Linked DNA regions of Macaca mulatta: region 2 is linked to region 1. A link is a contact called in public Hi-C data. All regions are on one chromosome and are shown on one strand. The core of a region is the stretch at or near the end of the contact, and the rest is flanking DNA. Distances in the headings are between cores, read along the strand shown. Region 1 holds the start of ZNF800 (zinc finger protein 800). Region 2 holds the start of SND1 (staphylococcal nuclease and tudor domain containing 1).

What was found. A called contact is a pair of places that touch in the nucleus more often than the background predicts.
Region 2: a contact with region 1 is called in a Hi-C map of liver, with 2.5 times the contacts expected there. The contact joins the promoter of SND1 here to the promoter of ZNF800 in region 1. A contact is called at or near these places in 3 of 14 Hi-C or Micro-C datasets (cortical neurons, fetal cortex germinal zone and liver).

What each region holds. Positions count from the first base shown.
Region 1 is chr3:167,239,631-167,247,056 of T2T-MMU8v2.0, forward strand. It overlaps ZNF800 (zinc finger protein 800), which reads right to left and starts at 2,668. Exons shown (of 6, transcript XM_015134845.3): 1 at 2,533-2,668; 2 at 843-961. The coding sequence starts at 903.
Region 2 is chr3:167,501,888-167,508,493 of T2T-MMU8v2.0, forward strand. It overlaps SND1 (staphylococcal nuclease and tudor domain containing 1), which reads left to right and starts at 2,500. Exons shown (of 24, transcript XM_077997258.1): 1 at 2,500-2,803.

The DNA of each region.
Region 1 (7,426 bases), core at 1,418-3,917:
ATGATAAACATCTGCCTTTAATTAGAATAGCACAGTCTTTATTTGATTTAGTGATAGTATGCATTCAATGATTCCCTTTTAAGTTATACCTTTTAATGATTGCCATAAAGCATATCAAAGTTCTAGGTAGAAAAAACTGTCAACAGTATATCAAGTTTATCAAATTAAAGTTTGCTATTACTCTTCATGACAGTCCGAAAAACAACTTTTTCATATGATAAATTCAACTAAAGGAAGTTTCATTCCATAAAATACCCTGGAAATAATTATGTATTCTACCTAAATAAAGAGATTTTTCTTTTATTTTGCAATATAATATGTTCTGCCCAAGAAATTTTTTTAAAGGTTGCACTTAGCAAAACCTGATTCTCCCAATGAGTTCAACAAACTTTTAAAACCCAAACTAAACTCACTTTTAGACTTTCAGAACTACTTGTTGATAAAAATGCCTAAGAAACTTTTAATTTTTAAAGTTTCAGTGAAACAATTTCAGGACAACAAATCTAGTATTCTACGTTTTCCTTTCTCCTCAGTTTTAAACACTTACAGACCATAGGAGTATATTAACCGCAGGATGCCTTGAAAGAGAAAGAAAAAAGACTGAGCGACTGATCTTGTGGAAATGATTTAAGGTGACACTTGCAGTACTTTTTTTAAGGGATCAAGCAGGGGAGACCTCTTGTTTGTACAAGCTTTTAGCTTCATAACTGGCTTATGCTGGGGAATATTATAGCCTGCTTAAGAATAACTACTGGGGCAGGAGGAAAAAAAAACTAAAAAGAAAGAGAAGGCAGAGTGGCTCTGATGGAGGGCAAAGCAACTGGGGATGAAGAGGGGTCTACCTGGTTCACAGCATCCGTGATGATGGTGGTCAGTCTGACAGTATTTGTCCCTTAAAGGCATTTTCAGTGGACTCGACCTACTTTCCTTTCACTGTAAGAAGCTCTTCATTGCGGCGTGGCTGTTGAAAGAAGCACAAACCCGTCACTCGCCCTGAACTTCCTGGGGGGTACTGGTTGCATTTTCCAGATACGTTCCCATCATCAGCCATCCGTTTTCCCTCCACGGACCCGCACCTCCCTCTCGAAAAGAAAACAGAAAGACGCACAAACCCTCCTGCAGCCCAAACTCCCCACACAGGTTCATCGCCCTACCCGGAAACGCAGCTTCGGGTGCGCAACGCAGGGCGAAGGCCTGGCCAGCTGCGCGGGCGGCTGCGGCCTCGCCGTCCCGGGCGGGCGCGCGGAGAGGGAGCGCGGAGCGCGGCGGGCACCGCCGGGCTCTGAGACTACGGAGGTGCCGCTCCCGCCGACTGCGGGCTCACGCCGCGCCCTCCCGCTACGCACGTGCGTTGGGGTCTCCCTGGCGGAGACCCCGTTCCCACAACCAAGTGCGCCCAACTTACTCAACTCCTAGGGCGGGCCGGCGGGCGGAAGGAAGGAAGGCAGGCCGGGCAGCCGCGGGGACAGCCTGGCGTGGGAGGCTGCTGCGGGCCCCACCTGGCGCAGCCTCCGCTGACCACGCGAGGGAACCGGGACTCGGGCCCGACGCGTTCCCAAAGAGTCCCCGCCGGCGCTGACGCGGAAGCGCCACAGCTCACCACGTCCCTCCGCGGGCCGAGGCGACTGCGGCGGCGGCTTACGGCGTCCTCCGCGCTGTGTGGCTAGGCGGGTGGCGCGCGGGCGGAGGCAGTTGACAGGAGGAACCGCCCGGCAGCAGCCGCCGCCGCCACCGAAGGAGCCGGAACCGGAGCGGGTAGGACCTGAGGCTCCCCTCGCCGGGGCAACGGCTGCCGCCGCAGCCCGGGTCCTTCCAGCGCCGCTCCACCTGCAACGGTCCCTCAGGCTTTAGGAGAGGGGCGGGGAAGAATGGGGGTCTCCCCCCACCTTGGGCCTTTTCGGTGGTAGTTGTTGTTTCAGGAAACTTTATTAAGTCAGTCTCTCTTTTTCTCTGTCGTTCCCTCCTCCGGAGAGCCCGAGCTACCGCCGCGGAGCGCGTAGGAAGGGGGAAGCAGAGACTCTCCGGCAGCGACAGGGAGCGACTGACTGACCCCGGACGGAGATGGGGCGAGGGCAGGAAGTGACAAGCTCACCGAGTGGGTGGGGGGAGTGTGGCCGGCACGCCCGGGAGCGCCGCGCGCATGCGCCCGGTCGGCGCCCCCGCTTGTTGGGGAGGCGACGCGCTGTACCCGCTGCGGCGGATGGGGAGGCGACCGGGTCCGCGGGCGCGAGGGCCGTGTCCAAGGGGAGGGAACCGGGGCAGGGGACACCAGGGCCGCGGCCGGAGTTTCGGGCCGACCGAGAGCCGAAGCCCAGGGTGAGGTGTGAGGTCTGCGGTGCGGCGTGCGCGCCCACGGAGACGGGTTGCTCCGCCACCAAACTGTTGCTCTCGGCGTTCTCTGTACAGTGGAACTGAAACTCGGGGAGGGTTAGGAGAGGGCTTAGGAAGCGGTGAGCAGATGTATGAGCCGTAAGTAGTGATGATCCCCAAAAGGCTGTCAGTGCATTGCTAAATGGCAAAAGTTGAACTTACTTTTTTCTTGCCAACAATTTTCGAAGCGTGCCTCCCGGAACTTGGGGGTTGTTTTATCAGGCCCAAGGGAGAGAAAGCATCTATTGGTAGCAGATGGGTATTTATCCCGGCAGCTCCGCTTCTCAAACCTGAAAGTGGAGTTGGGTCACGTGAGCTCACGCCCTTTCCCTCCTCTTCTGCGCCCGCATCCTGCTTGGAAAATCCCCGAAGATCCCAGACATCTGTCAAATTCTGCCAACCGAGGACCGCTTCTTGGGGGCGAGGGAACCGCCCCCGTCGTTTTCCTCCCAGCTCCTGGAACGTAATTCTTGCTCTTGGTGACATCAAGCAAATATGTGTCCACTGTCAGGAAATTTTAAGAGAATAAAGCCCATTCGCCTTATCTCCGATCCTCCCCAAGATCCACTGAAAACCTTTCCAGTTGGTCCAACTTAAGCTGCCATTGTGCGGGGTCCTGGAAAAACTGAAGTTTAGTAGATAGACTTTGTTTAGAAGAGAAAAAGTTTAGTTTTCAAAATCCAAAGGAAAGTTTGTAAATTAATACATTTGTTACTTTAAAAACCAGGCGCAGTGGCTGGTGCTTGTAATCCCAGCACTTCGGGAGGTCAAAGCGGGAGGATCGCTTAAGCCCAGGAGTTAAAGACTAGCCTGGCAACATGGCAAAACCCCCTCTCAACCAAAAAAAAAAAAAAAATAGCCGGGCAGGATGGCGCATGCCTGTGGTCCCAGCTACATAAGAGGCTGAGGCAGAGGGTGGGGGACGGTGGTGGATGGCTTGGGTCCAGGAGGTGAAGCGTTTGCATTAGGTCTCCGGGGATTGCAGCAGCTTGATTATAGGGGATGACAAGAAAAGGATAGAAAGATGATCTTAAACACACACTAACCAGTCCCATAAGCGGTATGATCATATATATCGGTCCAAGAGTCGAGAGGCATCACTTAACGTGAAACTAAAACATGAAATGCCACAGTTTATAAATTAATGTAAAATAAGTTATGATACTTCTGAGATAGTGTTTGTTATGCAACCAATAAAAATCACATTTTGTATAAAATTTAGTTGTATGGGATATGCTTAAGCAACAAAGGAAGTATTTTGAAGTGTGATACTTTAACAGTGGGCTGTAACGGTGCAATTATGAACGATTTTTATTTTCTTTATTCTGTATACTTTGCAAAATTTGTAAATTAAGCATATAAAACTAATAAGCAGAAAAATTGATTTTGAAATGCAATAAGAAGGCTGTAATATGAAAAATGATATACAATAATAAAGCGCAATGTCACTCCAAAAAATGCAGTGAAAAAAGACTGAAAGAAACATAAAAATATCTATATTGGAGATCTTTGGTAAAATGTGAGGTAAAATATTTTCTGCATTTTCAGAGGATCTTTTCCTACTTTTATGTAATAAACATATTTATCATAGGCTTAAAAATGAATATGCAAGTCTAAATTGCCCTAACCCTGAAAAAGCTTTGCTTCAGATATATCAGTTGTTTGCTGACCAGGTGTGAGAAAAAAAATTAAAAAACAACAGTATGTTTTGTGAGCAAATGTAGTGTTATTTATATTCTAATGCAAAGTGGTCAGTACTAGAGAGTCCTCAAAATTGCTTGCTAACAGAGTAAGTTTAGACAATCTTTGAATGATTAGAATTAGAGTCAAGATTAAATGTGCGTGTGGGTAAAACAAATATTAAACATATCTATAAAAATGAAATAATCCGCGTGAACCCGGGAGGCGGAGGTTGCAGTGAGCCAAGATCGCGCCACCGCATTCCAGCCTGGCAACAGAGTGAGACTCCGTCTCAAACAAAAAAAAAAGAAAGAAAGAAAAGAAAGAATCAAAAATTGAGACCCAGAGAGATTAAGTAATGTGCCAGTCAGTAGGAACTTGGGGTCAGGACCTAGATTACTCCCTACTATAATTAACAGTACTACTATTTGACATGTATTGAGTAGTTAATACGTTTTAAACTCAATATTAGCTCATTTAATCCTATCAACAATTTAATGAGGTTTTGCTATCCTTCCATTCCACAGGTGGGAAAACTGGGGTAAAGAGAGTTTAGATGACTTAACAAGTGGTATGATTTGGCTGTGTTCCCACCCAAATCTCATCTTGAATTGTAGTCCCTGTAATCCCCACGTGTTGTGGGAGGGACTCAGTGGGAGGTAACTGAATCATGGAGGTGGTTTCCCTCATGCTGTTCTCCTGCTAGTGAGTTCTCATGAGATCTGATGGTTTTATAAGCATGTGGCATTTCCCCTGCTGGCACTCATTCTCTGTCCTGCTGCCCTGTGAAGAGGTGCTTTCTGCCATGATTGTAAGTGAGGCCTCCCCAGGCATGCAGAACTGTGAGTCAATTAAACCTCTTTTCTTTATAAACTACCCAGTCTCAGGTGTTTCCTTACAGCAATGTGAGAATGGACTAATACACCAAAGTTACAGCTGATAGGTAGCTGAGCCATCATTTGACCGCAAGCAGTTTGGCTCTGGAACTCGTGAACTTAGCCATCACACTGTACCATCTATACTATGCTACCTTCACTATGCCATAGCTGTTTTGGTTCACATTGTATGTGAAAGACAAGCCAGTAGATCCTGCCAGTTGCGAAAGGTATTGCATATTAAAATGCTATGTGCAAGTTCATGAAGTGGAAATGAGTTGCTAAATTACAAGAATTTAATTGAAATTTCACAGGGCTCTAGAGCTTAAAGGAACCTTAGACATCATCTAGAATTATCACCCTACCTCTAAAAACAATGCACACAAACCATCCCAAAAAAATGATCTGCCTTCCCTTTCATTGTTCACTGCAGCAACCTAGGTGACACATTACTTTTTCATCCTAAAAGTCTAGAAGTACATTGTAATGGTTAACGTAAATCCATTTTATAGTTTAAAATTCTCTCGTCCTCAAGATGAAAGAACACTTTCTCTCTCTCATACACACATACACATATACGGTATATTATTGCTGTATAGCCACCCAGAATTGGTGGCTTAAAGTCATTTTATGTGCTCTCAATTCTGAAGATTAGTAATTTGGGCTAGCCTTGTCTAGGGTGACCCACGCAGATGCTACAGTCATCTAGCAGCTTGACTAGGTACAGTCACATGGTATTTGGTGTTGGCTGTTGGCTGGACCTCTCTTCTTGTAGCCTTTCAACCTCAAGGAGACTAGCCTGGGTTTCCTCATACAGTGGCAGCATGCCAAGCCAGTAGAGAATAGAAATTACAAGATTTCTTGAGGCCCTCAGTTCAGAATTTATATGACAACACTTTCACTACATTTTGTTAGTCAAGTCAAAGAGCCAGCCTAAATTCAGGAAGTAGACACTTAGACTTGCCTCTTGCTGGGAGAAGCAGCAAAATCACATTGCAAAAGGATATGCATTCAGGAATAGGAGGAATTATTGTGATGATTTTCACATTTAATCTCTCACAATATATAATTATTTTGAAAATAATACTAGCTAATTAAAGCTGCTGATTTTTTTTAATGCTTTTCTAAGAACAGTAAAAGAAACACTAGTCAGACTTATTCTTACAACTGACTGAGTCAGTCTGGTGGCCTTCTATAAATACATTTTGGTGATTCCTTAAGTTTTCTTGCTGAACTTGTTTTTCTCATCAAATGTTGTTTTAAGATTCATTCTTAGTTTTCCATCTATTCTAAGCAGATCCCACTAAAACACAGCATAAGAACCTAACATCAAGTAGAAGCAATTATAGTTCCTAAAGGACCTGTGTACTCTGGTCCTGATTTTGACAGCTTTGATTATGATGTGGCAGTTTACCACACATAACTAAATCCAAAATGATACAGAAATCAAATTATGAGCCAAGATAGGGTCTGAGATTGTAGAAAGGTCATGGAAAAATTTATTTAGAAGGACAAATATTAAATTGTTGATCTGTTATCAATTATGTAGAATATAACACCTAAGTATTCTGCAAACAACATAACATGAAAAACGAAGATAATCCTTTCCCTAAAATGCTTGTTTTAAGGAGGGTGGGGAGTGGATATAACTGGGTTGCTACCCTGGAGGTAAGCTGCCTACTGGAGAACTGCTGACATGGCTTCATATCTTCCACTCCCTGTACTAAAGGCACTCATAGGTCTTGCTGACCAAATGACACAATGATGCATGTACCATGCTGCCTTGTGGCTATCAAACCATACCTTACAGATCTTTCATTTAAATGCATTTCATGTAGCATTTAAGCGAATTCCATGGGGAAAAAAGGGTTTTTGTTATAGTAAGTTAGCTATTACAATAATAATAAAAATATTAGCTGTATTGCAATCTAATAATAGCTAATGATAATTTTGTCACTTACTGAACTCAGACACCATGCTAAGTGCTGTTTATTTTTCCATCAAATCCTTACAAAGATCCTGGGTTAGATATTATCCCATTTTACCAATAAGGAAACAGACAATGGGTGTCTGAGCTAGACCTAGATCTTTAAACCTAAATCTATCTGAGTCCGGGGCCTGTGCTTCCAGTTACATCTATATTCTGATGATTCCTAAAGTTTTATCTCCAGGTCAGACCTGTTTCTAGAGCCTCTCAATTCTATTTGTAACTGCCCGCAAGACAGACCATCTACATTTCCCCAGGCATATCAAAATTAGCCAGACCAAAACTGAATTTATCTTCTCACCAAACCTGTTCTTCCTCTTCCAGATTTTAATAACAGTGTTGCTATCAATTTGGGAACTGAAGGTAGAAGCCTTGGAGTTATAGAGAGGAGCATCTGGAAAGATGCAAAGTAATGAATTACCTGTTTACAAGGTTTCTCTTTTCACTTATCCCCAACACCTAACCTGGAACCATAAGCTATTGGTTATACTTCAAAAAGACTTAAGAAATACAG
Region 2 (6,606 bases), core at 1,250-3,749, 260 kb after region 1:
TCCAGGCACTGTGTGAGGACCTATTAATTAATTCACTGTGGCACCAACCTGCAGAATTGAGTGTTTTCTCCAGGTAAGTGGTAGGTTTGAAGAAAGTAGAGAGCTATAGAGGGCCTAGAGTTGAGTTTTGACAGGTGGGCCCAAGGAAAGACAATGGGAATAACAGATGAAGATATCGGTAGGAAAGGGGCTAAAACGATGGACAGTGCATGGAGTCTAGCCAAGGATCCAGGAGAAGGCAGCGGGGAGCTGGTAAAGTGAGGGTAGTGAGTTCAGGGACTTTAAATTCTAGTTAAAGCTTGTCCTCTGTTGTCTCTCACTTGCTTGCTCTAATGGAAACCAGCTGTTACGTTGTGAGCTGCCCTTTGGAGAGACCCATGACGCACATAGAGGGAAACTGAACCATTGAAAAACTGAGGCTGTTAGTCCAGCATCTTGAGGAATTGAATTCTGCCAGCAACTATGAGTGAGCTTGGAAAGCAATCTACCTTCAGTCAGAGGAGGACCTTCAGATGAGACCACAGTCCCCTCCCCAACTGCCCTTGTCACCTTGACTGCAGCTTTATAAGAGAAGACCTAGAGGAAAAGGCAGGCAACCAGCCCAGATTCTTTACCCACAAAAACTGTGAGATAAATGCTTATTGTTTTCTTTATTATTTAAGTTTTGGGGCAAATTGTTATGCAACTAATACAAGATATAAGACAATTAACTGAGTGAGAAGGGAGAGAGGACAGCAGTTATGATCAAAGAACAAAGTGTTTGAGTTTACAATTGTATCTATGAAGTTATGGTGTTTTATCTGTACTGGAGAACGTCCTAAATTGGTGCAGAGGTCAAGTTTACTGAAGATGAGGTCAAGAAGCAAAGAGGCCAGGGTATGGAATAAATCATGCTCATAGATATTGAAGTATTTCAGGATTATTGGCTGAAGAGTGTGCACCAAGTGTTAACAATTTCAATGAAGGACAGGGTAGAAATAGGGGTAGGATAGATAAAACACCACGAGATGGAGAGGGGTATAATCAGATGAAACGAACCTCCACAGAGGTTATTTTATTTATTCATTTTTTTTTTGGAAAAGGGTGGCAAATTAGGGATCTAAGAAGGTGACCTCAAAACTTGACCCTGGGATATGTTTAGTGCGGGAGAATTAATTTACAATCTTTTAAGAGAGCAGGGTACCGAGCACTGTGGATAATGCATGTAATCCCAGCACTTTAGGAGGCCGAAGCAGGAGGATAACTCGAGCCCAGGAGACCAGCCTGGGCAACAAAGTGAGATCTCCTCTCTACACACACACACACACACACACACACACACACACACACAATCTGCCGGGCACGGTGGCGCGGACCCGTGGTACCAGCTCCAGCTACACAGGAGACTGAGGCAGGAGAATCGCTTGAGCACGGGAATGTCAAGGCTGCAGTGAGCTGTTATCGTGCCTCTGCACTCCAGCCTGAGCAACAGAGCGAGACTTTGTCTCAAAAAAGCCACAAAACCAAAGAAACAAAAAGAACTGCAGGGGCAGTACGTCTTCAGTGTAGAGCCAAGTTTCACGATTAAATGACATAACACATTCAAGGTCCTTGGTTCCACATAGTGGGCATTCAACGAATATTAGTTCTCGCTAAACAGTCACTTAAATATTTGTAGGCCCTGGCTCTCCCGTTCCTTCCCCCACCTCTTTACTGGGGCTAGGAAGGGTGTCCGGTGGCTGCAGGCGCTTCACACCGGGTAGGGGGAGAGCGTAAAGCGAGGCTTTTCCCTAACGTCACGGGAGCAGCTGGGAAGAGACGAGGGTCATTCTCCCCTGTATACGGGGCACGTCCTTCCTCTAAGAGACATTTATTCCTCCCACTAACAAACATCAATGGAACGCCTCACAAGCGCTAGACCCTAGCGACACAAACAAGAGCGAGACACACTCCCGATTGCAAGGAAGGCGCGCGGCCGCGTGGCGGGTCAAAGCGCACATCGGTAGGAGGTTCCACCAAGCTCTGACTTTTCCAAGTTCTCTTCATACTTTTAGCCAAGCTAAAATGTCGGAAGTCGAGTGTAGCGGGTAAGATTCCTCCAGGACTCTGCCTGCGTGGCTCCACCCTCCCAGGCCGCATTCCCGGATACAGCAGTGCCCACCTAGGTGGACATACAAATGTGCGCCCCTGCGGCTGGCAGGGAGGAGCGTCATGGGCGGGGTCAGGCGTGAGGGCGCAGCTGACTCCGCCCCTGGGGCTCCCATGGCCCCCCGCGCCCCGCGGCCAGATGCTGACGTGTCCTTTCCTTCCCACTACACCTCCCGACATTACCTACGCCGGCTGCCCCGGAAGTCCCGCCCCATACTTAGCCCATCCTCGCAAATCAACTCTTTCAGCGCTTCCTGGAACTCGCCACCGTTTTGGGGACCAAGGGGCGGGGCTCCGCGAGCAGGGTGCCTATTGGCCTGAGGTCCGGCGGGCTTTGGGCGCTAATTGGCCGGAGGGCGGTGGCGCTCTGGCACGCTTGCGCGGCGAGTAGAACGTGTGGCGGCGGCGGAGATCGCGTCTCTTTCGTTCCGAGTCCCGCTGCTGCTCCTGTGAGCGCCTGGCGAGTCCGTCCCGTCCACCCTCCGCAGCTGGTAGCCAGCCTGCCCCTCGCCTCGACTCCCTTTCACCAACACCGACACCCACATTGACACCTCCAGTCCGGCCAGCCGCTCCACTCGTTGCCTTTGCATCTCCACACATGGCGTCCTCCGCGCAGAGCGGCGGCTCCTCCGGGGGACCCGCGGTCCCCACCGTGCAGCGGGGCATCGTCAAGATGGTGAGAACGGGCCCCGGACACCGACCCCTCTGCCTGCCTTCGGGCGGGAGTCAGGCATTGACTCCACCTCCCGCCAGCCTGCTCCGTGTCCCATATCCCCTTTCCTCTGCCCTCTTCCTCACTTTTCATCGATTCTCCGAATCCTCTCACTATACGGAAGCAGACACGGAGTCCCCTTGTTCCTTGCCTCCCGGACACCTTGACATCAGGGGTCACAGTGATTTCCGAGGTTGCCGCATTCGGATCTCCTGGCTGTTTACCAGGACAGATCGATTACTGATTGATTGACAGAGACAATTCGTTGATATCTGTCCTCCCACCCCCCGTCTTTCTGTTCATTTTGACATATGCTGAGTAGTTAGCAGTTTTTCGAGATCCTGACATGGGCTCTTCTCTACGAGTACTTGGCCATCATGAAACTTTTCTGTTCCCACAAACGCTGTTACTTGACTCCCAAGTTTTCTCACTCTGTGGCCGTCTTTTCCCCTCTTTCCCTCCACCTTCTGTGTAGACCTGAAAGCTCATGATCTTTGTGTGCCTTTGACTTTTAAAAGGTTAGGCCGGCAAGAATCTTAGTAATCATTATTGTTCTCCCGTCCCTTAAAGATAAGGAGATAGGCTTGAAGAAGGCAAGTGACTTGCTTAAGGTCACATGGTGGTTTGGGTTGGAGCCAGAACAAGAGCCCAAGTGTTTGGATTCCTAGTCTAGTGCTCATAGCACTGTAGATTCTGCCTGATTTTATATACACTCAACTTTTTGAAAATTCTTGAATTTTGAATTTGAACCTGCAAAGTTTATTTTTACAATTTACTTCTAGCTCCATGATAATTTGATAATATCAATTCAGTTTATCACCAGCTCCCAGTTATCCTCCCCAAAACCCTCCCAAATCTTGGAACCTGACATTTCTTGGTTTTACCAAATTTTCTGGTTTATGATGACTGTAAACTTTTAGATGTCGTTTCACACTGCAGTTCTGACATTTCCGTCTGCAACAGCAAATATCCTATGTGATGCTTTCTCACAAAGCTCCACAAGTTTAGCTGTTGTAGAAAGTTTTGAAAAATTCTATTTCAGGCGCGGTGCAGTGGCTCATGCTGGTAATCCCAGCACTTAGGAGGCCGAGGTAGGAGGATCGCTTGAGGCCAGAAGTTGGAGACCAGCCTGGGCAACATAGCAAGACCCAGCTTTTAAAAAAATTCATTTAATTATCCCATGATCTCACAAGATTAAAATGTTCTGCAGCTTATGTGTGTGTAAAGCCGATTTTAAGATCCCCTCTCCCAATTTCCATGTGCTCATTTCTTAAGGTAATAGTCTGCCACCAGCCACGATTCTTGGGATTTTCAAATGCCTTTTCCTTTTGTTTATGTATAATGGAGGGTCATAACTGATCAGAAACTGAATGAGAAGAGAATTTCCAAGATCCGCATATATATTTCCTCCGAAATACTGACCTGACTCATGAAAGGATTATCCTAAAGTGGCTCTTCTTTCATTAGCTTTTTCATTTGCACTGATCTTCCCTTCACCATAGGAACAAAAACATCTCTTGGCTGTCCGGTGTTGGGTTTGGCGGTAAGAAAGAGTGGATCTTTCTGAGATTTCTCCTTGCTAAAGTTTAAATTGTTCTTAAAGCTCTCTCTCATTTGTGGAATGGGAATAGAATGAGGCTGAACATAGTTTTGTTTCTGCCAATGCTGGAGGCTTTTAGGGCATCTGGGTTCTGTGCAGTGACTGCCCACAGATTACCCCCATGGATACTGAATATCACCAATTACGTGTTTATTGTCATGTCTTGTGCTGAGTATTCTGCTCATATTGTCTCACTTATAATACACGAACAAGTAAATAATGATTGTCAGGTACATTTTACAGATGTGTAATTTGAGGTTTAGAAAGAATAGTTTACCCAAGGATAGGTACCTTATATTGGTAATAAGAGGCAGAGCTGAGACTTAAACCTGGGTCTGTCTGCCACGGCACATGCTCTTCAATATCATGCATGATGTCTCTGACTTCACGACTCCAGGGTATTACTTTATAACATGGAGGGTGGTGCATAGTGATGCCAGTGATGCCAGTGATGCATAGCCACAAATTGCAGGAAAGTGAAGCTGTCTATAATTGAGAAAAGATGAGATGTTACTCCTTGTTTTGTCCGGGAGCCGCTGTTATGGTAAGTGACTTCATTTGGTGCTTATGGTCTTCGCATAGGAGTATGGTGTGGAAGATGGTTGAGTCTAGGAAGTGGCATATACAATTCAGTGATTTGAGCCATCCATACTGAGTATAGATTGCACTGCCTTCTCTGACCACACTACAGGGGATGGGTGAGTTACAGGCAGGGATTAGGGGAGGGAAGCTGAGTGAACTGCAGAGTGACAGGCAGATTTGTGCCAGGTTTAGAAGCCTTGTCTGGAATGAAAAATTGACCACTGACAAATTGCTCTGTGTGAAGCTCTTCTGCTAAGCAAAGTTGTATTTTCCTGGAGAGTAATAGTTTCCATTGCTACTAGGAACTGCTTTGCAAGAACTCTACAAAGGAAGATGGAGCTCTATGACAGATGAAAGTGAAAAAGAAATAGTTTGATGAATAGGAAAACAGGAGACACTACTTTTCTGCCTTTTGGGAGAGAGGTAGAAATTGGAACACTGACCTACGCTTTTCATTGTGAACTCTTTGGATTTATCTGGACTCAGGCTGAGCTGAAGGTCTGAAATTGTCTAGGGTTGAAGTTTGCCGCTGTAAAGAGGAATAATCCTTCCTCTTTTTTGGCAGAAGAAAGTGTTGTAGGGCCGTGAGAGGTACAAGTTTCTTCTGGTCTCTGCTTTGCTATCCCATTAAGTCCTACATTATTTTGTTTAAGGTTGAAGAACTTGGGAATCCAGTTGTAAAACACTTTGACTAATTTTTTAAAAACGAGGGTGATGTTAACGCCTGTGTCTGCTATTGAGAGTGGGGGTGAAGGAACAGAGTTGGTTCTGGAATATTTAAGGAGGAAGTGGACAGTAAGTTGATACAGACATTTTGGAGTTGTTCTGTTACAGAAAAAATCAGTAAAGATGATGGAAAAACTGAAGATGGATTTGTATTTTCTGAGTTGGGATGAGACTTGGAAATATGTGGGTGGCCAAAATATAACCTGGATAAATATGTGTCTTCTATCAAATCAGATCTTATTTTCTCGAAACCCTGAAGGATTTAAAATCTGGGTTTCTTTGAATAATTTGCTTGATATTCTTTAACTGCAACAGAATATTGTCAGCAGATGTTAAGTAGATGAGGTTGGGAGAAGTGTTGGGGTACTTAGTATAATCGAGTCACCCCCCCTTAGCTTAGAGATGGCTATTTTCTCTGGTTTTACTGACCTGGTTTACTCTCTGTTCTTTTCTCTTTGGATATGTTCACATTTCTTGTCAAGCGTTTGCAAAAGCAGAATGAATCTTGAATTCTTGAATCTTGTATGCTTATCGGAAGCAGCCATGGAGGCAGCATATCTTATCCTGCTTATGGTGTGGAAGGCTAAAGGGAGGACGGACAGTGCCAAAACCCAGTTCCCATTTCAACTTACCCTCCCCCACCCACTTACTTGCCTCAGAAGGGGAAAGGAATGCCTCTGCCAGTCTTTTGTTTTATACTAAGAACCATGATTCTCACTGGGTGACCAAGGCAAATTGACACAAGGGAGGAAAGGGCCATAATTTTCTCCTTCAGTGGGACTTGTGCTGTCAGGTTGTTGTAAAGCAAGATGTAGACTTCTTGCTGGGTAACTTAGTGGAGATTCCTTCAGTGTACAAC